Regions from separate parts of the Mus musculus genome. Here regions 2, 3 and 4 are each linked to region 1. The links are chromatin contacts, called in public Hi-C maps. All regions are on one chromosome and are shown on one strand. Each heading gives the region's core, a stretch centred on a gene start, on an enhancer-like site or on the middle of the called end of the contact. The rest is flanking DNA. Distances are from core to core; before and after follow the strand shown.

Region 1 (6,153 bases), core at 888-3,387:
GATCGCTGTAGATGACATTTTTTAGTCATTAAACGATGCCTCCCTCCCTGCTCAGCATATTTAGCTCTGTTTCCCCCAGACGCATGGAAAGCATTCAGCTCTTAATGAAGAACGTCTTTCTGGAGCGTGTGTTTAGTGGTACACATGATGTCATCCCAACGTCGCATGCAAGATTGTAGTGTGAAAATGAAACCACAAATCTCATCTGAATCTGAGTTTTCTGGGTTCTTCAGAGGAAGTATTTTTCTGTTTTCCTTTTTTTTTTTTTTAAGAAAAGAAAGAGAGAGAGGAAGAGAGAAAAGAACAAATGAACCACTGCGTTTTTCAGGGCTAGGAAGCCAACAAGATTGGAAGCAGGCTGTTTGTTTGCCTGTTTGTTTGTGTGTTTATATGGTTTGTTTTCTGGCCAACATCCATCTGGACAAGGAAACTCTTATTCTAGGGTCAGTACATGGAGTAAGCACCCCCACACACCCACACATCCACCCAGGATATTTTGGGGATGCGGCAGTAGGAAAGGTTACAAGGAAAAGAAATTTGGAGCTGGGAGATAGCTTATTAGGTAAAGTGCTTACTGCATAGCCATAAGGACCTGCTGTATTCAGATCTCCGAGTCCTGAGTAAAAAATGTAATGGTGTGGATCTGTGTATCTGTAGCTCTGGCAGCTGATAAAATGAACCCAGGAGATCATAATCTGTGAACAGTAAATTAGGAAGGAGATTAAGCCTCCTGTTTCCACACACATCTACCCAGGCACATGAGTATACACACACACACACACACACACACACACACACACACTGCCTCTATTTCCAGCTTTTTATAAAGATGTTCCCAGGGTTAGAATGTTAAGTACAGCACACGACTCCAGAGACATCGCAAATAAAAGAAATTACTGTGTGAATCAAATGTGGACCAACTCCCCCTCCCCCCCCTTCCACAGCTTTTAACTGATTTTATGGTTTGAGGCCATGTTGCCTATTGCAGATTTCAATTTCTCACAGCCCTAGAAAACATGGCCATATAGTAAGTTGTCTAACTGACCCCATACAGCCATTAGTATTGGCCTTTTCTACACACAACGAGAGGGCCATAGAACATTCCAGAACACTGTTCTGACTGCACTACTTACGTTCTAGTAGAGAATTAGCTGATAGGATTAGCTACACTTCCATGTTAACCTACAGGACTGGAAGTGAATGCAAACTGGAGGCGCTGGGGGAGGGTGTTCCTTCCATAGCCCATCTAGCAGAGGGAGGCAAGTCAAAGGCCCACTGTGGGAATAATTGATCGTGGGAGCCTTTATCCTGGAAAGAGACCCTACCACGGCCCATTGTTACTGGCCTGGCTTTGGATGGTTCTTCCCCTGGGCTCTAAGCCACATGAGGCCTAAATGCAAAGCTTTGTTCAAGACAGAAAAGAGAAGAAACCGAGAGATTAGCCCAGTCCTTGGAGGTCAATTACAGAAAGGAAGATACACCGGGCTTGAAGATTACAAGTACTCCCTGTAGCTTCTTTAGAGCAAGGAAGACAGAATAGCCCTCCCCAGGAAGACAGAACCCAGCAAGCAGACCTCAGGTGGGATTTATTGTTTTGTTCTACAGTTTTATATTTAATATCCTTTTGTTGTCCCGGAGACACGGACTTCCCTTTTGTAAGTTCTCCTGCAGGCAGCGGTGCATGCTGGCTGCTGGCAGACACAGGGGTTTTCCTAGGATGTCCCAACTCAACTGAGCAGGAAAGCGTGTGTGCCCCACTGATGAGAGCTCTGCACACTCAGGTTCATAGTCAGGGGCCCCGTCTCAGGAAGGGAGGAAACCATCTATTCAAACTGCAGAGGCATTTCTTGGTGGCCTCTGCAAGAGCCCATGAGCAGTTCTGTGGGCTGGTTTAGAAATCTCTAGGATGGAACGGGTGGGGGGGGGGTCCTTTTCTGTCTTGTATCACTCCCTGGCAACGATATCATGGAAATTTGCAGAGCAGAACTCACTTTGAGCAAGCAGAAAGGAACAAATTTGATCTAACACACATTCTGTGAGCTTGGTTCAATGTAGGTCAGTGTCTAAGAGAGCCCAGCTGGCCAGCCTGCACGTCTGCCTGGGAGCTGGCTGGCTGGCTTCCGCCTAGGCCAAGAAACTCCCCCTCAGCCCCGAGCACCAATTAATAAAAGATCCTCTTCATGCAGTGCCGGTGAGGAGAGCGGGCTGAACTGCTTCCAGATTACTGGGAAAAAGCTTACCCAATTGGCGGACCTGAGTGCTCTCCAAGGGTAGCTGGTATGTGGAAGGAACACGTATACCAGACACGCTCGTTCTGAAGCTCAAGGCTGTGTATCCAAGGATTAGAAGGTGTTTGAGCTCCACGCCAGCCAGAGTTACATGATGAGACTCTGTCGCCAAACAAACAAACAAAAGAAGTCAGTTTGATGGTTCCTAACAATTTGCTAAATGTTTCATTAATGCTAGCAATTTAGAAACATTTCCTTGAAGATATCTATAAATATATATATATACATACATATATATATACACACACATATATATACACACATATATATCATATATACATACACATATGTTATATATACGTGTGTGTGTGTGTGTGTGTGTGTATAGTTCTGTATGAACTAAATACCAAATGATAGAATTTTTAAGGGTGAGAGTATCTTATCTCCTCAGGATTTTTGTTGATGTTGATAGCTACTGACTTTAGAGTAATGATAACTTCTACTCCTTCCTCAAACCAGGAAAGCAGTAACAATACAATTACTGTTAATATTATCTGTTACTGTATTTGATATATCTTTCTTATTCTTCATTGTTGTGTGTGTGTGTGTGTGTGTGTGTATGGCATTTGTACATGTTTGTATATCTGTACATATAAGCAGATGCTCCTGTATGTGTGTGTACACATGCATATGGAGGCCACATATCAGTGTCTTCCTCTATCAATCTCTGACTCATTTTTAGGACGGCATCCCTCACTGAACCTGGAGCTCACTGGTTGGCTAGGCTGGCTGTTGGTGAGATCTGGGAATCTCCCTGTCTCCTCCCCCAACCCTGCAATGCCATGCCATGATATTCAGCTTTTACAGAGATGCTGGGGACCCAGGTCCTTCCTCATGCCTGTGTGTCAGCCAGCCACGTCCTCTACTGTGTCTTCTTCGCACTTGCTGGCCTTGCACATGAGATCCGCCTCCCCCTCCTCCCCAGGCTATCTTAAAGCCTAGGTCCCCAGCTGCTAGTGAGCATTTGGGAGATTGTGAAGGCTTGAGGAGGTAAGGCCTGGTTGGAGGGAGTAGATAGTTGAAGACAGGTCTCTAGGGGGATGTTGGCTCTGCTCATCCATTCTCCTTTCTCTCTGACATGAAGACTCTCCCCAACCCCACATGCCTAATAACATTGTACCATTTTGTCCAATAAAATGGGCATGTGTCCAGGGAGTAACATACTGAATTAAACATGTAAGGTCTTATCCGACCCAGGTTTGACTACAGAAACTATGAGGTATTCTATAAATACCAGTGCATGAACTCTTCGAAACCATGAGCCAACATAACCCCTACCTCCTTCAGCTGTCTGTGGGGACTTTAGTCACAGCCATGCAGCAGTAACTAACACACAGCTCACTCAACACACATCTACGGAGCACACACTAACTTGGAAGCACTAGTGTAAGAACCGAGGGGAGAGACAGCCTTTGCCCTGATGGGACTGTACACCTCAGACAAACCCCTGAGCAACTAAGGATCACGCAGGGCCCAGAAGATGGGCAAATAGGAGATGCAGGGTGAGAAAGAAGAGGCAGGAAGGTCACTCTGACACAAGAAGAGGACACTTGTGGAGCTAGGGTTACTGAACGGCCATGGAGAGGAAGAAAGAAGTGCACTGCAGATTCAGACAAGGAGGACACAGGCTTTAGGGAACCAAATGGACCCACAAGGCTCAGCAGAGAGAGAAAGCAAAATGGCCTGGCCATCCACAATAGTCTGGCAGAAGCGGTGTGCACTGTATGCAGGAGAATTCCTTTAAAATATCACCATGGCTTCATAAGATGAGGAGAGAGGACCAGAATGGTACCAAAACAAGTGTGGGACTGTGTTAGACTCCTCTAGCACTTAAATGAGAGAAAGAGTGTGCTGGAACAGAAGATGGGGGATGGGGGGGGTACTGAGGAGAGCTACAGGCTAGTGAGCCATAATTACTCCAGTTTTGTTGGGGCTGAACAGATGGCTCAACAGTTAAGAGCAGGTACTGGTCTTACAATAAGACCTGGGTTTGACTCACAGAACACCAAAGTATGCAATTCAGGACAGGCTGTGTTTCCAGCTCTAGAAATTCAGAAATCTAATGCCCTCTTCTGGCCTCAGAGAGAGAGAGAGACAGAGAGAGAGACAGAGACAGAGAGACAGAGACAGAGACAGAGAGGGAGACGGAGAGAGTGTTTTGCATGTACATAATTAAAAATAATAGTTCCCTTTGTAAATGTACAATGTAGCCAAGAGTGTTTTTAAATGTTTTGAAATATCAAACCTTCGAAAGCAGACACTGCCACCTCTGCTACAAATAAGAACACACCAGCATGGGGAAAGGCCTTGTTCCCAAGGTCACAGAAAAAGAAGCAGAGCCAGGCTGCTCTGTGTGTTTATTTATGACCTATTTTTTTTTTTTTTTGTCTTCCCATGTAAATTGTTATCCCTCAGCACTGTTCCCTCCCAGATACTCACAGAAACCCTTTGGGAACTGAAAGCTAGCCTCATAAGTGACGAGAGACGTCAGAGTGACCCTAGTCCTCTCCGACAGCGCCAGACAGCCTGAAGAGACATATTCCTCAGCTCTAACTCTCCTGCATGTTAGTTGCAGTTTTTCAGTTGGAACATTGTTCCTTGAAAAGACCATCCAAGCCTGGTGTTGGGTAGAAGCGGAGGAAAACATTTTTCTTCACTTACAAGTAGATGTGTACTCAAGGGCTGGGTGTAAGATGTCTTAGCATCCTAACTCCCGAGTAGCTGTGTTGACTTTGGACAGACTTCCTAACATCTCTAAGACTGCTCCTTTGTCTGTAAAAGGTGTCAAATACTGCCTTTGCCGTGTTTCTGTAGCAAGTTAAAGAACTTCAGGTTATGGTATCCCCTTCCCATCAACTGTGTGGGTGCTCGATGACCAGAGGCTCTTAAATGTCACTCATGGAGCAGGGTACCATGCATAATTAAAAATGGATTAAAGGTTGGCTCCATGTTCAAGAGTGCATGCTGCTCCTTCAGAACGCCAGGGCTTCTTTCCCAGCACCCACCTTGGATGGCTTACGGTGTTTGTGACACCAACTCCTCTCCTGGGAATTCAAGGTGAACCTCTCTCCTCTGAGGGTCCTTGCACTCGTGTGGACATATGCCCCTTACACACACACATACACACACACACATAATTTTTAAAAGTAAAAAAAAAAATTAATCTTCAAAAAACAAGTTGACTTGACTTCTGGAATCAAACTCATTTGGTTGTTTTCAGACAATATCTAGGTTGTCTGAAAAGCACAGCTTATAGTTTATTATCAATGTTAGGTAGGCTTGATTTTTTTTTTCAATTACATGACAGTGGCCCATTCTGTAAAGAGTAGTGTCAGCCCTTCCTGCTCTACCACAAATGGCCTCACCTGAACGAGTGTCCTTCAGCTTCACACTGTTCCTCTTGTGCCTTTCAGCTTCAACCCACAGTAAGAAGTCAACACAAACTAGAATCTTTCCTAACTGCTTTCAAAGGCAGTCTTGCCACGTTAAGCATAAGTTGTTCATTTACAGGGAGTTGGGCAGAAAGGCCATAGTAAGACTAAGTAATTTGCATAGCAACAAAAAATGGACTTTGAAATCAAACTACCTACAGGGTGCCAGCTGTGTGACCCTGAGCAAGCTGTTAGCTATTCTGTGTGGCCTCTGGTCGCCAAACAAATGCCTGTCTGCCAAGGGTGTTGCAAACATGAAAATTTGAACATGTGAGGCAGGGGACATAGCTAAGCAGGTAGAGCACTTGCCTAGAATATGTGAGGCCTGGAGTTCAATCCCCCAGCACTGTTTAAAGCAAGCATGGTGGCTTGTGCCTGTAGTCTGGACACAGGAAGTAGAAAGATGAGAAGTTCAAGGTCATTCCCCCTGGGTG
Region 2 (5,686 bases), core at 515-3,014, 150 kb before region 1:
CCCATTTAGACTTTCCTACAGTGCATCACAATTCCATCTTGGCTCTTCCACCTGAGCCTCCTTTTTTAATTCCCTGTTGAGTGCCGGTGGGAGTTTTCCTTTGAAGAACTCAGTGGGTGATGCTTTGCTTCTTCTTGTCTTAACATCCTCACCAGTGTGTCTTCTCACTGCCAACTAAACCTTGACATTTTCAAATTTTTAATATGAACTGGTGTTCACAGCAGTAGTTACATAAACATAGCACAAAGTCTAGATGTCCTAGATCCTTATGTCCTAGACCAAGTTCACACAGTGTGGGTTTGTGAAGATCCTCTCCTGCATGGCCTCACTTGTGATTGCTTAGTCCTGTGGGATCCCAACAGGAAAGAAAATGATACTATGAGAATTCCAGCCCTCAGAGCAATGGTTTTCAACCTATGGGTTGTGACCCTTAGGGTGGTTGAATGAACTTTCCACAGAGGTCCCCTAAGATCATCAGAAAATATAGATGTGTACATTATGATTTGTAATAGTAGCAAAATTAATTATGAAGTAGCAGCAAAAATAATGTATGATTGGAGTCACCACAGCATGAGAAACTGTATTAAAGGGTTGTAGCATTAGAAAACTTGAGAACCACTGCCTTAGAGGGTAGCCATAAAGTTGGCACATAAAGAACAGTTTGGAACTAACTCAGGGTTCCATGGTAGTGTACCCTACAGGTATGGTATCAGTCCCCATCTCTGGGGAGGTGGAATCTTAGTCACTAAGAGGCCTTGATCTTGATTTGGCATGCCATGGTTCTCCCTCTGTAAGTGAGGCAAAGGAGGGATTGGGCCAAGCCAGAGCAGGGATGGATCAAGCAGAAGCCATGCTCTGGGTGACTTTAGTTGTGGCAGATGAGTCATTTTGGGGGATATCTTCTTCGGCATCTTTTCTGTAACCTTCACAGCTCATTGAAAGGATTCCTTTCTAAGGAGATGGGGCTATAGTCTATAACATCCTTTTTGACTGCCCTTAATTGGGTCTGAAAACGGCAGAAACTGATGAAATAGCAAGCAGAGTACAGAGAGAGAGAGAGAGAGAGAGAGAGAGAGAGAGAGAGAGAGAGAGAGGAAGAAGAAGAAGAAGAAGAAGAAGAAGAAGAAGAAGAAGAAGAAGAAGAAGAAGAAGAAGAAGAAAGAAGAAAGAAGAAAGAAGAAAGAAGAGGAGGAGGAGGAAGAAGAGGAGGAGGAGGAGGAAGAGGAGAGAACAGAGACAGGAGAGAGAGAGGAGGAGGGAGGGGAGGCAGAGGCTCGCACAATGGTGTGTTAGGTTTACCCAGGATCGAAGAGCCTGGGAGCTTTTTCCCAGTATCATCTGCCCACATTTCTTCCTTAGATAACAGTGAGTTTTGTCGATGCCCAAATACAGATTATAAAACAACAAACTGTATACAAACTGTGCATTTTATAAGGTCATATTTTCTGAATGTATGCATCATTCAAGACCTCCTTTTACAGTTTGTCAACAAGATAGCTGCATAAAATACATCCTGATATCTCACAGCTGTGCATAATTCATCCTGTCTACCCATGCCGCACAAATAAAAATTTTATTTGTATCATCTAAAAGAAATACTAGTGCATAAATACATAAGCAAAGCTCATAAGAAACAGCCTTCTGACCACAGATCCCGTGGAGGGGATATTGTGCAACCAATTAAAAAGCCCAGAGATGGCTCCATTATTCCTGTACACAGATAATAAACACTGTACTCAGCAGATAGTACAGTTATGCAACTTCTCCAGAGCCTTGCAAAAATGTCTCACAAGCATTGGCCCAGTCTGCCTTCAGATTCTCTGAGGAATATCTAGAAATAAAGTTTCTTTGTAAAGAACTTTGGAGCCAAAAGAGCTTTATTTTGGATTCAGAGCCTGGAAAAAAAATGTAGGTGAAAGGGAAGAGTGTTTAATGTTGGGCACATTTGGCCCACAGGAAATCCAATAGCTATCGTTCTCTGCCACCAAGAATGCCTGAGGAACTAGTCCTGAAGGCTAAGAAACTTCTTTCCATTGGGTTTGTTGGATCTCAAGATGATCAAATCCAAGTTCCCCATCCACAGACCTTCCTTATGCTCCTAACGTCAAGTTATCTCTCCTGGGAGAGCATATGGTGTGATAGCTTGATTTGGGGACCATGTACCATCTCCTTCTATCTAAGCCAGCAGCTCAGGTGGGCTGTAGAACAGGCAAAGACCTTGCCTCAAGCATCTGAAGCCTGTGGGGACGTCTTCCAGGTCTTTCTCTGCCATGACTAAGAAAGTATGGGGAAATATTCTGTCTTCGTCTTGCTAGGGTTGGATCTCGGGGAATAGATGATACCAGTGCTAAAGCTCGTCCTCTGTCCAGTTTATTAAGCTCCAGAACAAGTGACTTTACCATCAACTACTTTACCAAACTGACTTGTATTGATAATTTAACTCAAAGCTAATGACTTTATGTGGCAAGGATAAAGATGCCTGTGCCCACCTTGATGATAGTATGACTTGACTTCAAAGAACTCTACAGTAGCCATAGTCACTTGGAACCCGGCATGGTTTTCAGTGGTTCTGGTGGTTCACAATTGCTGGTATCTTCAAATACTTTTGCCTAATTCAAGTACCCTACAGGCTCTCTCATAAGTACTTTGCATACTGTGATATGAATCTGCAGGAGCTGCCTAACTGGATCAGAACCCACTATGAAGTATGGGTCTCATAAAGTCCCAGGCAAAGCACCCAGGTGTCACTGAGGTTCCCAGAACAATGCTTTAGGGACTAGCTATAGCTGAGCTGCCCTTCATGTGACCATTTCCTAGGCTGATCACACTCTATCGGTCACAAAAAGAAGATAACATTCACTTGTTTTTTGGCCGATGTGATCTTCCTTTCACTGGATCAGGAGAATTCTCATCTGCAGATCTCAATTCATATTCTTCAAAGCCAACACTATCCCCAAAAGTTTTCTCTTGGCTTCTCTCTCAAGAGTCTCATCTCCAGATACTCCCCTCACCAGTCTTTAACTTGCTATTGTCTTTTTCTTGAGGTGATGTTGAATTTGCAGGATAGAATCAAGCATGATGCAGAGGATACAGAGTACAGAGTTCCTCCCTCAGACTCCTTCCATGGCACATGTGCTGCTCTTTGAACCAGCCTTATAGGCTGAGAGCCTCTTCTGGTCATGCTTGGGACTGGAAGTTAATTCAAAAAGTTTTGTCTAGATTCTAGAATATTTGTATATGCATATATTACTAGACATGTTGGAGATTCATGTATAAACACAAATATTCATTTATATTTGTATAAAAGAAATTTTGAAATATATTATTTGTGTGCGTGATAGAAGTCAAAGGTCATTATTTGGTGTTGCTATTGATTTTTCAAACCCTGTTTTTAATGATGGTTCTTAAAAGCTTTAGCCTCCCTTCTAGCCCAGCACCCAGCAGACGTAATGGAAAAGAAAGGTTATTAGGATATAGGAGAAGTGGACCTGTTTAGCAATAGTCCTTTGGAGCAAATCCCACTTACTTTGTCAGGAAGTCAGCAGTTCAGTTCACAGGTCAGCAGCAGCAGCAGCAGCAGCTTGATCCACTTGCAAACACGTCACGATATACCAGCAGTCCCATTCAGTAGTGTTAGGATAGCAGCAAGGCCTCTGCATGAGTCAGCAGGAGGGACCAGGACCAGCAGGGATGCCAGGAGACATTCTTTGTCCCACCTCTTCCAAATGAAGTGGAGATCTGTGAAGACCAGAGACCAAGAAGCGTTGCAAAGCTAGCTGTGCAAGCAAACAAGCCTCCTGTACTATCTGATGCATTCTATTTATACTCCCTCCAAACATCACATATCCTCCATGGGTCTTGCCTCAGCTTAGCAAGATTCCATATGAGTCTGTATTAGCTGACATCACTCTACCAACTGGCCCATTTATGTTTCACATACTATTTAAACCCATCTTCTGCATATACTTTATCACATTTAGTATTAGAGTACCTGCATCGTGACTGTGGCATCACTAGGAGTCAGGCACTGAATTTTACCCTGATGGTAGCATCTCAAGTTCAAGCATGTCTGTATGTGGGGTGGTTTCAGAGTCTGGATTTTCAGGTTAAGGAGGCTCTGCTCATGTTTATTCTACTATCTCTGGTCCAAGCATGTCCATCATAGGGTAGTTCCTTATATGTCTTTATGTTAGACATAGGACTGACACTGCTGAGTCTCCTGGGGTGGAGTGTATTTAAGAGACCAGGGAGACCTAAGTGACCTAAGTAGAGAATGGGCTGTTTGAATGGAAGCTTCTGAATAGCAATGGGACCAGGAATCCAAGCTGGCAAGCCCTTGGTGCACAACCTGTGAGCCCCCTGGAGGCCACCAGAAAAAGACACAGGGATGGATCCCTGTTGTCAGCATGATACACTTCAGCAAGGTGGATTTCTGAGGTCTCCCATCCAGCCCCTTTCTTTCTCTCTAGCTTCTGCTCCCCTGATATGTTCAGATGTCACCTCTGACCCACAGATTCATCTCTGAGCATTTATGTTGTCTGGTCACAGTAGTAGTTTCTCTTCTTGCTGTGACCAAATACTTAACAAAAGCAACTCTTTAGGTCCACAGCTCAAGGGAGTAGCACTCATTCATGGCGGGAAAGACACGGAGTGGGGAGTCTGAGGCTCCTGGCCCCATTGCATCCAAAGTGGCATGTTGTTGCTTAGCTCGCTGCTTTCTTTTTATTGCATCTGGAACTCCAGCCGTAGGAAGGTGTCACTGTCTTTAGGGAGGGTCTTCCTACCTCAGCTAACCCAATTATAAAGTCCCTCTCAGACATGCCTAGAGACTTCTCTCCTAGCTAGCAGTGATGAATATTAGTCATGCCAGCACTTTTGTCCCCCCCGCCCTCCATTACCTGACATGTGTCCACGTTCCTTTCTCCCTCTTTCCAAGATGACTGAGGTACTCAGTACATTTCTCTGCCTCTGGACATGTTCTTGACTTTTCACCCCATGCTACACAACAACCGGGAGTTTAGAAAGCTTGAGACCAGCGTGAGACTGATCTGGAAAGGCTACAGGAGACAGTTAACGTTCCAGTAGTAATCCTTTTGTAACCTGACTATAACTGCAGACTTCCACTTCGAGAATGATAAAACGGTGTGGATTTAGAAGTATTAAGGGAATTGTAAAATGTCTAGGATTAAAATTTCAATACCGTTTGTGCCCCATAAATATGAAGTCTTTAGTAACTTGAAACTGTGCGATTATGACTCAGGTCTGAAAATCATGAATTCTGGCTGAAGAAATGGGAATAACACGTGGGGGAATCTGGTCCCATCCCTCACCTCCAGGCCCATGCTGTGAGCCCACCGAATAGCAAGTATGTGACCTCATAGGCGAACAAGTCCAGAGAAATCACCATGCTGGCTATGAAAACGATACACCCTCTAGAAGAGAAAATGTTATTCTTTCCATCGGGTTTGCTTATGGAAATGGGGCAGAATTGAACCTGTGGCCTGTCAGCCGCCTCAGACAAGACTTCAAGAGACAAGTGCATTGGATAGCTTTTCAAATGACTTTATTTAAAAATAAATAAGTGAATAAACCAGTCTAGTCAGTCTGAACTGGTAAATTAATTTTATCTATAGAATCAGTTACCAGAACATATAAAATTAGACTTCCTAAGTGCCCAGAGGAGACT
Region 3 (5,547 bases), core at 997-3,496, 230 kb before region 1:
AGCGCCCCCTACTGACCAAGTTTAGCATTGCTCAGCCACCTAAGGGAGACTCTACAAAGGGTAGGATCCGTTTTAACTGAGCAGACAAAAAGGGTGGAAACAGGGTGGAGGGTGGGGGTGGGGTGAAAGGAAAAAAATTCAGTAAAGACCTGGCACAGTTGGTTGTTTATCCTTGCCTCAGTTTCCCTAACTGCCAGATGCAAGGTAAGTATAGTGCCTTCTTCATGCGGTTGCTATGGAAATAAAGTGGATGGGAGTGGAGTGTGTGGAAGAATGCCTGGCCCAAAGCAAACACATCATGAGTGTTTCCTGGCATGCACAGAGGTGGGAGGAGAAGCTCATGGGCCATGAGTTGGTTGAGAGGGCTTAGCAGTGAGATGCTTCAAAAGGCCATTGTATGCTTAGCTTTATTGCGTCTGGTCAGTCCTGTAAGCAGGAAGTTTTATCATAAAGTTTGGTTGGGGGCTGGGAAGGTGACTCTATAGGTGGAGGGGTACTTTCCCAAGGCATGGCAGACAGCCTGGCTTTGATCCCCAGGACCCACAGGGCAGAAGGGGAGAGCTGACTCCACAGCTTGTCCCCTGGATCTTTTCACGTGCACATAGCATGTGCTTGCCCCCACACATAAGCGCAGTGAATAAGTAAAGAAATGCAAAATATTCTTGAAAACATTTGGTTGGCTGGTTTTAGGGCTTTTGAGATACAGTTTCATGTAACCCAGGCTAGTTCTGAACTTTCTATGTATCAGAGGCTGGCCTTGAACTTGTGACCGACCTGCAACGGCTTCCCAAGCTCCTGGCTTCTGGTAAACTTTCACATCCCCTCCATGTTCCCATCACCTTGGGAATCCTTTCAGAGCAGCTCAGCAAAGTTTGTGTTTGCTTTTCTAAAATACTGTTAGGGCCTCTTCTCAGTACGCCAATGAATTCCTATGTACAGTTCAACAGCTTTTTGAAAAAAAATGCACACTTTAAGTCAATTCTGCGATAGTTAAGGACAGACTCTCTTGGATGAAGATCCCAAGACATCTGTCCTTACTTTTCTTTAGTATCTCCAGAGTATTTCAGAAGCTTTTCCCATGCATCTAAATTCAGGGCCCAGCTGTTTCCAGACTGTTCGGTGATACTTAAGGAGGTGGGTTTCTGTCAGCTAACATTTTAAAGAGAGAATGCTAGATGGAGCCAACTTTTAAGAGTTCATAAAACACTCACCTTCACTCCAAACCTGCTGCTGAGTCCTCAAATGTAAAGAAGGAAGAGCCAGCCGCACATTAAATGGCACTAAAGAATGTTTTCAAGGGCGGTTCTTAACTAAGGTCCCAGAGAGGGGAACCACGTAGGAATATGGCGTGTTGTCTGGTGTGGGGTAATGGTCCCTCTGTTCTGGCTGGGACAAGGCAGAAAATGAACATTTGGTTTCCTGTTGAGCTTATTTTCTTATTGTAGAAATTATTTTAATGCTGACAAATGGATCGAACACAGCCTGAGTTTCTCTTATGTTGTATAGTAATAACAGAAATATCTAATGTTATGATAAGTAGAGAAATCAAGGCCTACAGAAATAACGCAGCCATTTCTTCCCTCCTCTCAGGAACTGGCCACCAACTGTTGAGTATTTTTCTTAAACTCAGACCTCAAGAAAGACTCCGTGGGGTTTGAAAATTCTAACTAGACTTTGCCATCTTAACGTCACCAAACAAATTCTCTGAGAATGATTTGTTTGCATTTGAGGATGTCTTAGGTCCAGAATGGAGATGGCTTTTCAGAGATGCAGCATGAGGGGGCTGAGGAGTTTCTAAAGAAAGATTCCTGAGTTTGGACCAGGCAACATTTGAAATCCTTAGAGACATCCAGGTGGTAAGAGAACTGAGCCATCTCCCGGTGGTCCCCATGACTTTATGTGGAAGGAGCAATTCCTATTTGGGTTATACATCCTGTCTGCCAGCTGGTAATGGAATAATGGGAAAACAATTGTCTTGGCTCTTCAAACAGCGTCTGTTGCCAACCCAACTTCCTGGAAGCTGTCAGCTCCCCTGGGTGAGTCAGCAAATACTTGCTCTGTGGAGCAAGACTCTGAAAGAAGTACCGGTAAGGCAGCCAATCATGAGAGAGTGTGGATAATTCTCTGTCTCTCAGAGTCCCTACTTTTCACCATTCACTGGCAAAAAAAAAGTCATGCACTAGACCTGGCCTCTGAGTGTATCTGATGACCCACAGTCTGGGTATGAGGCACAGTGTATGCAGGAGGGGCTGGATGTGTCTGCCCAGGGAGTGTGATCTAATCATTGGTACATGAGAGTTCTGGGTCAAGCAACTAAGAATGTGGTAGGAAAAAAAAAAAAAAGACTTCTTTGGGTGGACAGGAATGCACTGTGTGCACTCTCAAAGGAAGTGAGCTGCTAAGTGATTACAGTGTGTCCATCAGCAGATGGCTCCACATGGTAAGGCTCCTTGAATTTGTACTTTCATCAAAATTGCCCACAAATGTGTAGCCCTGCAGAAACCTTTGAAACCCGCCATCCTTGGCAGAAGCAGCCCATTCCTGGGACTGAATCACTTTGGAAGTTTCTCTAGCTCGCTCTCCTTCTCCCTCTCCCTTCTCCCTTCTTCTCCCTTCTCCCTTCTTCTCCCTTCTTCTCCCTTCTTCTCCCTTCTTCCTTCTCCCTTCTTCTCCCTTCTCCCTTCTTCTCCCTCTCCTTTCTCCTTTCTTCTCCCTTCTCCTTTCTTCTCCCTTCTCCCTTCTTCTCCCTTCTTCCTTCTCCCTTCTTCCTTCTCCCTTCTTCTCCCTTCTTCTCCCTCTCCTTTCTCCTTTCTTCTCCCTTCTCCTTTCTTCTCCCTTCTCCCTTCTTCTCCCTTCTCCCTCCTTCTCCCTCTCCCTTTCCCCTTCCCTTTCCCCCTCCCTCTTCTTCCCCTCCCCCATCTTGCTATGTACAGTTGGGACAAGGCTGGCTGATCCTGGAAGAGCAGGCTATGCAACAGGTACTGGAGATTCTGCAAGGTCCCCCACTAACATCCTGTGGCTTATTTTCGAAGGCCAGGATCCTCCACCAAGGCAGACCTCGGTCTACAAGTCACATGGACTATAGCAATGACAACTTTGCAAGCTTCTCCAAAAGTTCAGAGCTTTTCTTTAAGTTGCAGGTGGTGTCTCAATGGAAGATTTAATCTGAGGTGCTCATCTGGAATGTGCACAAAAGGAGGGAGGGCGACACTGAAATTCTAGTTGGTTCCTTTGCCTCTCAAAAAAGGTTCCTGGACACATCCTGAATGGCACTTGTCGGGCCTTGGTGCAGTCAGAAAGGTGACTTCAAGTAGTAGTGTTTGTCCCAGATCTAAGTGCCTTAGACCCTGGGAAGGAAAGAGCAGACTTTTTCAGAGCATCTCAAGACAAACAAAGGAAAACTTTTAAAATTCTTAAAAGACAGGGAGGAAGATGACTCCTCACTCAGTAGATGAGCTGACATGCAGTGGTTGGTCCTGAGTGCTTCCCACGAGCAAAAGCTGAGCCCAACAGCACACACCTGCAGTTCCAACAATCCCGACGCTGGGGACAGAGAGACAGGAAGCTCTCTGGGCCTCTCTCACCAGCTCACTTAGCCAAAACCATGAGCTCTAGGCTTGGTGAGAGACCCTGCCTCAAAAACGAAGATGGAGAACAATTGAAGTAGACACCAATTGTCATCATCTGGCTTCACACATATCCTACACACACACACACACACACACACACACACACACACACACACACAGCTGAAAAGAGGGAAAATATAATGGCTATTCGGGGTTGTGAACTTGACTATGTCTGGAATTAGCTACAGCCCAATGACTGGGCAAACTTGTGAGAGATTTTTTTTTAAATGAAATCATTAGTATTTGAAGTGGTAAGACTCATTTCTAATCTGGATCTCTGAAGTGGAAAGATACACCTTTACTCCAGATCTCTCTCTCTCTCTCTCTCTCTCTCTTGAAACATCGTATCTTTTTTTCGTTTTTTATTGGTTATTTTATTTAGTTACCTTTCAAGTGTTATCATGTTATTTATTCCCCCTTCCCAGTTTCCCCTCCACAAGCCTCCTATCCCTGTCCCCTTCCTCCTGCCTCTATGAGGGTGCTCCCCCACCCACCTACCCATTCCTGCCTCACCGCCCTAGCATTCCCCTATCCTGGGTCATCGAGCCTCCGAAGGACTAAGGGGCTCCCCTCCCAGTGATACCTGCTAAGGCAATCCTTTGCTACATATCCAGATCTTTTGAGGTCTGGACCACACTTTGCTGGCAGCCTGTATAAATCCACCGAAGAAGGACGCTTACTCTCTATCTGCTTGCTTATACTCTCTCTGGCAAGTTGATCCTTCACTGGCATTACAGTCTACTTCCTTGGGATTCAGGTCTATGTTGAAGACCAGCTGAGACATCCAGCTCCATGAACTGAACAGCTATTGGATTCGTGGCCCTTCCATTGGTAGACAGCCATTGTTGGACTAGCTGGACGACATCCTGTGAGCCATGCCAAGAAACCCCTTTATAAGTGTGTGTGTGTGTGTGTGTGTGTGTGTGTGTGTACATATACATATATATATGTGTGTGTGTGTATATGACATATATCATATAATAATCACAGTCATTGTTGGACTAGCTAGACCACATCCTATAAGCTGTTCCAGTAAATCCCTTTATAAATTATATATATATATATATATGTGTGTGTGTGTGTGTGTGTGTGTGTGTGTGTGTGTGTGTGTGTGTGTGTTTCAAGAATAGCTTGAGAAAGCATTTTGTTAAAGGCTAATGATGTGCTACCTGCCAGCCCAGTGCTTCCCATGTTCCTGTTTGATCACAGTGGCTTTAATGCATGGCAGCTGCTTTTCTGGATATTTTAGAAGCATCAGTACCATCATGAAGTCAACAGACCCATGACTGAGTCAGGATCTTATCCCTTTGGAATCAAGAAGCCCTGCTTCCTTTAAAGACTCCATCTGTTTGAGGTGAGCAGCCTACTGAGGCTCACATTTGGGCTCACATGTTCTACTTTGGCCCTCTTTCCTTGCCAAGATGGGAGCCACTCTGTGTCTGGTTCTCCCTTGGAGTAGCCAGGCCCTTTGCACACCAAGCTGGGCTGAAGGGAGAGAAGCTTAATGGGGGATGGGAGTATGTCGCTGTGCAGGATCTTGGTGTTCAATGAATGCATGGGCATTAAACACATTCAGGAACAGAGAGTGCACACGCAGAGAGCTGGTCCAGTTTATTGGAGGGGGCCGTATTTATGCCCCTGGAGAGGTGGCCAGGGTCTCTGGGGGAAAGTTTATGTAGCTGTGTACCATTGGCTAGGACAGGGGTGTTGGAAGAGGCTTCATTTGCATACTGAGGCTATAGTGTTGCGGGGGGCAGGGAACCTCAAAAGGTTGACCAATGAGTGATACCTGATAACTGCCAGGATAATAAATTCTTATGAGAGTTGATGCCAGGTTGGGAATGGGGATGGAGCCAACACCTGCCGTCCTCATCTGAGGTATATCCAGGGTTGAAGTGCCCTCAACCCTTCCTCCTGT
Region 4 (5,564 bases), core at 2,406-4,905, 170 kb before region 1:
GTGAGTTCCCTAAATTGCAATACTTTCATTTCAAATTTAAAAGGGAACAGAGGGATGGCTCATTGACTGAACTGCTTGCTCCGTTGCAGCTGCGTTCAGATCTCCAGCACCCATGGAAGCAGTAGGCTTGCTAGGATGTGCTTACAATCTCAGTGCTGGGAAGACCCAAGACAGGAGCATCTTGGGGTCTCACTAGTCAGCGCTCCTGATGCAATGAGAGTATCTCTGTCTGTCTCTGTCTCTCTGTCTGTCTCTATCTCTATCTCTCTCTGTCTCTCTGTCTCTCTGTCTCTGTCTCTCTCTCTCTCTCTCTGTCTCTCTCTCTGTCTCTCTCTCTCTCTCTCTCTCTCTGTCTCTCTCTCTCTCTCTCTCTCTCTCTCACACACACACACACACACACACACACACACACTCATGATGGAGTACCAGAAAGATGGCTCAGTGTTAGAGGTGCTTATGTACAGGCCTGATGTCTTTAGTCGTTTTCGAATCCCATGAAGTAGCAGGAGAGGACAGAGTTCTGAGCCTCCACTCATGGTATAAACCTGCTGTAGATAGATCTATCAGGAATCACCTAAATCACCCAGGGTTTTCTTCCAAAGGCATCCTTGATTTATGCCATTGTTTCTTCTTTGCAGGGTTGAGGAGTCGGTGCGGGCGGGGGGTGGGGGGTAGGTGAAGGTATATATGACTAATGGGTGTTTGTTCACATAAAAACATGAACTCAGAAGGTAGAGAAGTTGATGGAGTTTTTTTTTTTTTTTTAATTTGGTAATGTAGTTGAATTTTCTGTTTTTAAAAAATCAATTTGAGATTCTTGATTTTTGGATTGTCACTTCTTATTTCTTGGTCACTTTGTTATTGGGGGATTTGTCTTCCTGCAATTGATTTATTAAGGGCTATTTACATATTGTGGCACTACCCTTTTGAAAGCCATAGTTTTATATGAATAGCATTATCATCTATCTTCCACTATACATTTTAGATGGTTATTTTCACCCGTGGTTATTTTTCTTTCCTTGTCATTGTAAATGGGATCCAATTTTCAGTTTTATTTTAGTAATGGCGTTTTTTTGTATTGATTTACACATGTACATTTGGAAACTGGTTTGTCTATTAAAATATCATGTTTCTTTTTAGAAGAGATTCAGCTGACTTTTCTGGGTTTCCTAGGTAACTAATTGTACTACCTATAAATAATTTCTCTTTTCTTACATTTATTTCTCAGACTTCTTTTTTTTATTGCTTTATTGCAGTGAATCAAAGATATACCATAGATTTACAAATGTATGCAAATAGCAGGCATCCTTTGGGTCCAGCCACAGTATGAAAGTTCCCAGTGCCTTGCTGCTGGCTGGAGAACTGACTGTTGAATTGGGGAACAAGTTCATTATTTTAAGGCGGCATCTATTTCTAGTTTTCAGGTTGGACTTTTAGAAATAATCAGCTTTGAATATTGAATTATGTGAATTATATCAACTAGATTTGGAAGCAAGGCTCAATCTTCTTTCTCTTGCCTTCCTCTTTGACCTTATTGATGCAAATATTAATTGATATACTGATGTAACTTGTCATTGATAGAAAAAACGAGTATGATTACTTCAGAGAATTCTTGCATTTTAGGGGACATAATCAACTCTGTCAAGATATAATGTATTTACAGTTGTCATACTTGGGTTCAGGGTAAAGAGATTTTACATTTGTGTGTGTGTGTGTGTGTGTGTGTGTGTGTCTGTCTGTCTGTCTGTCTTCAACTCGTCCCACATAATACCCTTCCTCTCAAATTCATGGCTTATTTTCCTTTAGTTACCATTGATACACACACATATACACAGAGACAGACAGACAGACACACACACACACAGACACACACAGACACACACACACACACACACACACACACACAGAGAGAGAGAGAGAGAGAGAGAGAGAGAGAGAGAGAGAGAGAGAGAGACTCAAATATATAAGACATCCTGCATCCTGCTTGGATTGTATGCATATGTGTTATGGGGCAACCACTTGGACTGAGTAATGTAGCAAGGGGCTTGTCCTTAGGGAAGATTGCTTCTCCCTTTCTCAATGTCCATTAATTGACTATAGTTCTTTATGTAGGCGTGAGGCTTGTGCGATTTCTCCCATCTGTGTTGGTAGGTCGCTTGGTATTAACACTGTTTACATTTTGTTTAGGGGATTAGGCTTTTGAGATTTCGTGGGTGCAGCTTCCCTCATATATAGAAGGCATAACCTTGCAGCTGACTTCATGGCTCCTACAGTCTTTCTGCCTCCTCTCTGGTGATGCTTCATGAGCTTATGGTATAGCTTGTGGTTGTGGTTGTGGTTGACACATCAACTGGGACGGAGCAACCCTAATCACTGTTCTCTACAATTTGACCCGTGTGGCTTTCTGTTCTCATCTCCATTCGCTACAAAAGGAAGGTCCTTCCATGAGGACTGAGTGCTAGACCTACCTGTGGGTGAGGGTAAGTATTTAGAATGCAGTGAGCAACTACACTGCCTTTAGTTCATCTGTGTCCAATTGTCTTGGAAATACTTAAAGCATTCTGGATCGGTTTCATATATTTTCATGTGAAATTATCATTTTAATTTTTAAAATTTATTTAGTATGTATACAGCATTCTGCCTGAATGTATGTCTGCAGACCAGAAAAGGGCACCACATCTCATTATGCATGGTTATGAGTCATCATGTGGTTGCTGGGAATTGAACTCAGGACCTCTGGAAAAGCAGCCACTGCTCTCAACCTCTGAGACATCTCTCTAGCCCTATCATTTACTTTTTTTTTTTTCAAGACAGGATTTCTCTGTGTAGCCCTGACTGTCCTGGAACTCTCTGTAGACCAAGCTGGCCTTGAACTCAGAAATCCGCCTGCTTCTGCCTCCCAAGTGCTGGGATTAAAGGCGTGTGCCACCACTGCCTGGCTATCATTTACTTTTTAAAGACAATGTCTCACTACTTAGTCCTGGTGGACCTCAAACTCATAGATGGCCCACACCCCTCCAAGTGCTAGGATTCAAGTTACATGCCACCACTTACTACTACCCTGATACATAAACTCTTTAAACAGAATTTTTAGAAGTCTTCTATCTTTAAATATTTTTCCTTTTGCTGTAGTGAATTTTACTTAAAAGTTGACATCAGAGCTCTTATTGTCTGTGCCCACTTTAAACCCAATGGCTATTGTAATAAATATGTGGGAAAATGTCCATTTGTCTTTTGTGACACTCCCCTAAAATGACATGAGCAATGACTTAGAATCTCATTTATTGGAACCTGAGTATTTGTTAAAAACTTAGCTAGGTTTTCACAAAATCTCGCCGTAGTCAAGCCTGTAACGTTCTCTAGAAAATGGTCTATTTTCATCTGTATTTTTTCCTTTTGAAGTCTGCTCTTAATTTAATTTTGAATAGCCACTTTGAAAAGCCAATCAGAGAGGGGTGAAGAGGGAGGTGAAGGGGAGACTATGCTCATAACAGTACATAGTTAGGAAAATGTTCTTATGTAACACGGTGTCAGGTGCAAGGAGCAGTCTTTATGTTAATAATTCAAACTTCAAGCTGGGTGGTGGTGGCACATGCCTTTGATCCCAGCACTCAGGAAGTAAAGGCAGATGGATCTCTGAGGTCGAGGCCAGTCTTGTCTATAGAGCAAGTTCAAGACAGCCAAGGCTACGTAGAGAAACTGTGTCTTGAAAAAAAATCAACTTTGTTATAATTCCAAAGACATTTGCATTATAACTGCCCATGATGGATATGCAATAAAGGAGTGACTGGATTTTAGAAATCTAGCAAAAAATGGAAATCCACACAAGCCTGCAATCACTAGGCTTTCACATTTTCTCACTGATGTTCACTGTGGGTCTACTGCATGCCGGATCCCGTGGGTCTTCCCACTGAGTCCTGCCTTATTCTTCCTCTACACATAGCATAGCTAGTTTTTTGGAAGTTGATGCTTGTGAAGGGCAGAGTCCAATGATCTTTATTTGGCATCAACCAAGGATATAGTCTGGAACTTTTTCATAATAAAAATAACTTCTTGGGTCCCTAAGGATGCCAGCAACAATCTACAAATCTACTCTCCTCTTGCATATGATGAAGGGCTAGCTAGGAAGGCGTGATGGTTAGTGCTGATTGTCAACTTGACAAGATGTGGAATCTAGGAGACAAGTCTCTAGGGACTAGTAAGGGATTATCTAGGTGAGGTTAATTGAGGTGTGAAGATATTAATTGAGGAGATAAATAGAGGTGATAAATAGAATAGCACCTGTCCCTGGGCTTGAGGACTAGATTGAATAAAAAGCCGAAGGCATCAGCTGAGCCAAGAGCATTCATTCAGTTGTTCTCTGCTTCTTAACTGCTGGTGCAGTGTGGCCAGCTGCTTTAAGCTCCTGCTGTCTTGACTTCCCTGTCATGATGGAAGCCAGGCCAGGATCTCAAGAAGGAACTCAAAACAGGAAACCGTGAAGGAACACTCCTTGTTGGCTTGCTTCCAGACCCACGTTTAGTTAGTTTTCCTGTGCAGCCCAGGATCCCCTACTTAGGGAATGAAGCTGCCTATAGTGGGCTGACACCTCCCACATTAACTACCAATCAAGACAATCCCCATAGAGAGCCCACAGACCAAAATGGTCTAGGTCATTCTTCAATAGAGTCATTCTTCTCAGGAGGGTCTAGATTATGCCAAGTTAGCAATTAAAGCAAACCAGGATGTAGACTAAGACACAAAATCTAGCAGGATTGTGGTATGGGCTCCACTCTTGGAGTGTGAAGCCCACAACTGTTTCTGTCAGAGCACTTGAATGGTTACAGAAGAGAGTCTTCTTTTTTTTTTTCAGTTACTCGGGAGGGCTCATCATGAAGCCTTCCAGAAGGTACAGACGCCAGAAGGCTGGGCCTGGATTCAACTAGCTTGCTCATTTACAGAGAGCAGTTAGTATCACTGGAGTTATAAACCTCTGTCCTTTTCAAATCTTGCTCTTAGGAATCCTCATACTGCTCACCTTTCATGGACAGGTGGAGGACCCTGCAAATCAAACAGGGAAAGAAACAAGTGTGTGCAACCAGTGTGTGCTGTGTGTGCTCACTGACTACCTCCTTATGCCGTCTGCTTTCCTAGCCTCAGATGCTACTCTGCCTGCGTTCCCTAGTGCTTACAATCCTTGTCCCTGGGGAAGCCTCCCTGAACTCTGCCCTCACATCCTTTGTCCTGGTTCCTTTCTCAAGGCTATGGGGCTATGATCAGCATTGTCCCTAGGCATTCTGCCACCTCTTTTGAAACAGTTGTCTTCCTACTTGGACTCTGAACTCTATTGTCACTGACCTTGTAACCTTTGGTTGTCAATGGGCAGGACCAGATGTTCAGTACAATCTGGCAGATTTCAAAATGATCTCATGGGGTTCTGAGCCCGTGGAAACTGAGTTCATGTCCAGCTTATCACCACCCATAGGTAGGCGGTCATAGCTCTTTAATATCTGGGCTATTTGGTAGAAGAAATTTCAATGCCCCATACATGGAAGACCTTGTTCCCATTACTTCTGACCCTACCT

The links. A called contact is a pair of places that touch in the nucleus more often than the background predicts.
Region 2: a contact with region 1 is called in a Hi-C map of uterus, with 2.1 times the contacts expected there. The contact joins two enhancer-like sites. A contact is called at or near these places in 5 of 484 Hi-C or Micro-C datasets (liver, muscle stem cells, nephron progenitors and 1 more), 1 of 115 datasets of contacts at active chromatin or transcription factors (fibro-adipogenic progenitors) and 2 of 9 other capture datasets (adipose tissue and pancreatic islet).
Region 3: a contact with region 1 is called in a Hi-C map of muscle stem cells, with 2.7 times the contacts expected there. The contact joins two enhancer-like sites. A contact is called at or near these places in 1 of 484 Hi-C or Micro-C datasets (muscle stem cells), 1 of 115 datasets of contacts at active chromatin or transcription factors (embryonic stem cells) and 1 of 9 other capture datasets (embryonic stem cells).
Region 4: a contact with region 1 is called in a Hi-C map of liver, with 1.5 times the contacts expected there. The contact joins the promoter of 5830403F22Rik here to the enhancer-like site in region 1. A contact is called at or near these places in 1 of 15 datasets of contacts at CTCF or cohesin (the NIH/3T3 cell line), 7 of 484 Hi-C or Micro-C datasets (cerebral cortex, liver, muscle stem cells and 3 more) and 3 of 115 datasets of contacts at active chromatin or transcription factors (astrocytes, neural progenitor cells and oligodendrocyte precursor cells).

What each region holds. Positions count from the first base shown.
Region 1 is chr7:134,022,400-134,028,552 of GRCm38.p6, reverse strand. All of the region lies in intron 3 of Adam12 (a disintegrin and metallopeptidase domain 12 (meltrin alpha)), which reads left to right. Gm39103 (a long non-coding RNA gene) reads right to left here and starts at 5,773. Exons shown (of 3, transcript XR_870012.2): 1 at 5,654-5,773; 2 at 2,241-2,390. Within about 2 kb of position 2,137, at least 95 of the 459 cell types and tissues checked have an H3K27ac peak or open chromatin away from gene starts, as enhancers often do. A contact at or near this core is called in cerebral cortex, liver, muscle stem cells and 4 more, where this site is marked.
Region 2 is chr7:134,173,304-134,178,989 of GRCm38.p6, reverse strand. The region is part of intron 1 of Adam12 (a disintegrin and metallopeptidase domain 12 (meltrin alpha)); the gene reads left to right. Among named protein-coding and RNA genes, the nearest start is that of 5830403F22Rik, 19 kb to the left of the region's middle. Within about 2 kb of position 1,764, at least 17 of the 459 cell types and tissues checked have an H3K27ac peak or open chromatin away from gene starts, as enhancers often do. A contact at or near this core is called in uterus, where this site is marked.
Region 3 is chr7:134,258,095-134,263,641 of GRCm38.p6, reverse strand. No RefSeq gene overlaps it. Among named protein-coding and RNA genes, the nearest start is that of Adam12, 36 kb to the right of the region's middle. Within about 2 kb of position 2,246, at least 78 of the 459 cell types and tissues checked have an H3K27ac peak or open chromatin away from gene starts, as enhancers often do. A contact at or near this core is called in muscle stem cells, where this site is marked.
Region 4 is chr7:134,192,977-134,198,540 of GRCm38.p6, reverse strand. 5830403F22Rik (a long non-coding RNA gene) reads left to right here and starts at 3,655. Exons shown (of 2, transcript XR_870010.1): 1 at 3,655-5,564. All of the region lies in intron 1 of Adam12 (a disintegrin and metallopeptidase domain 12 (meltrin alpha)), which reads left to right.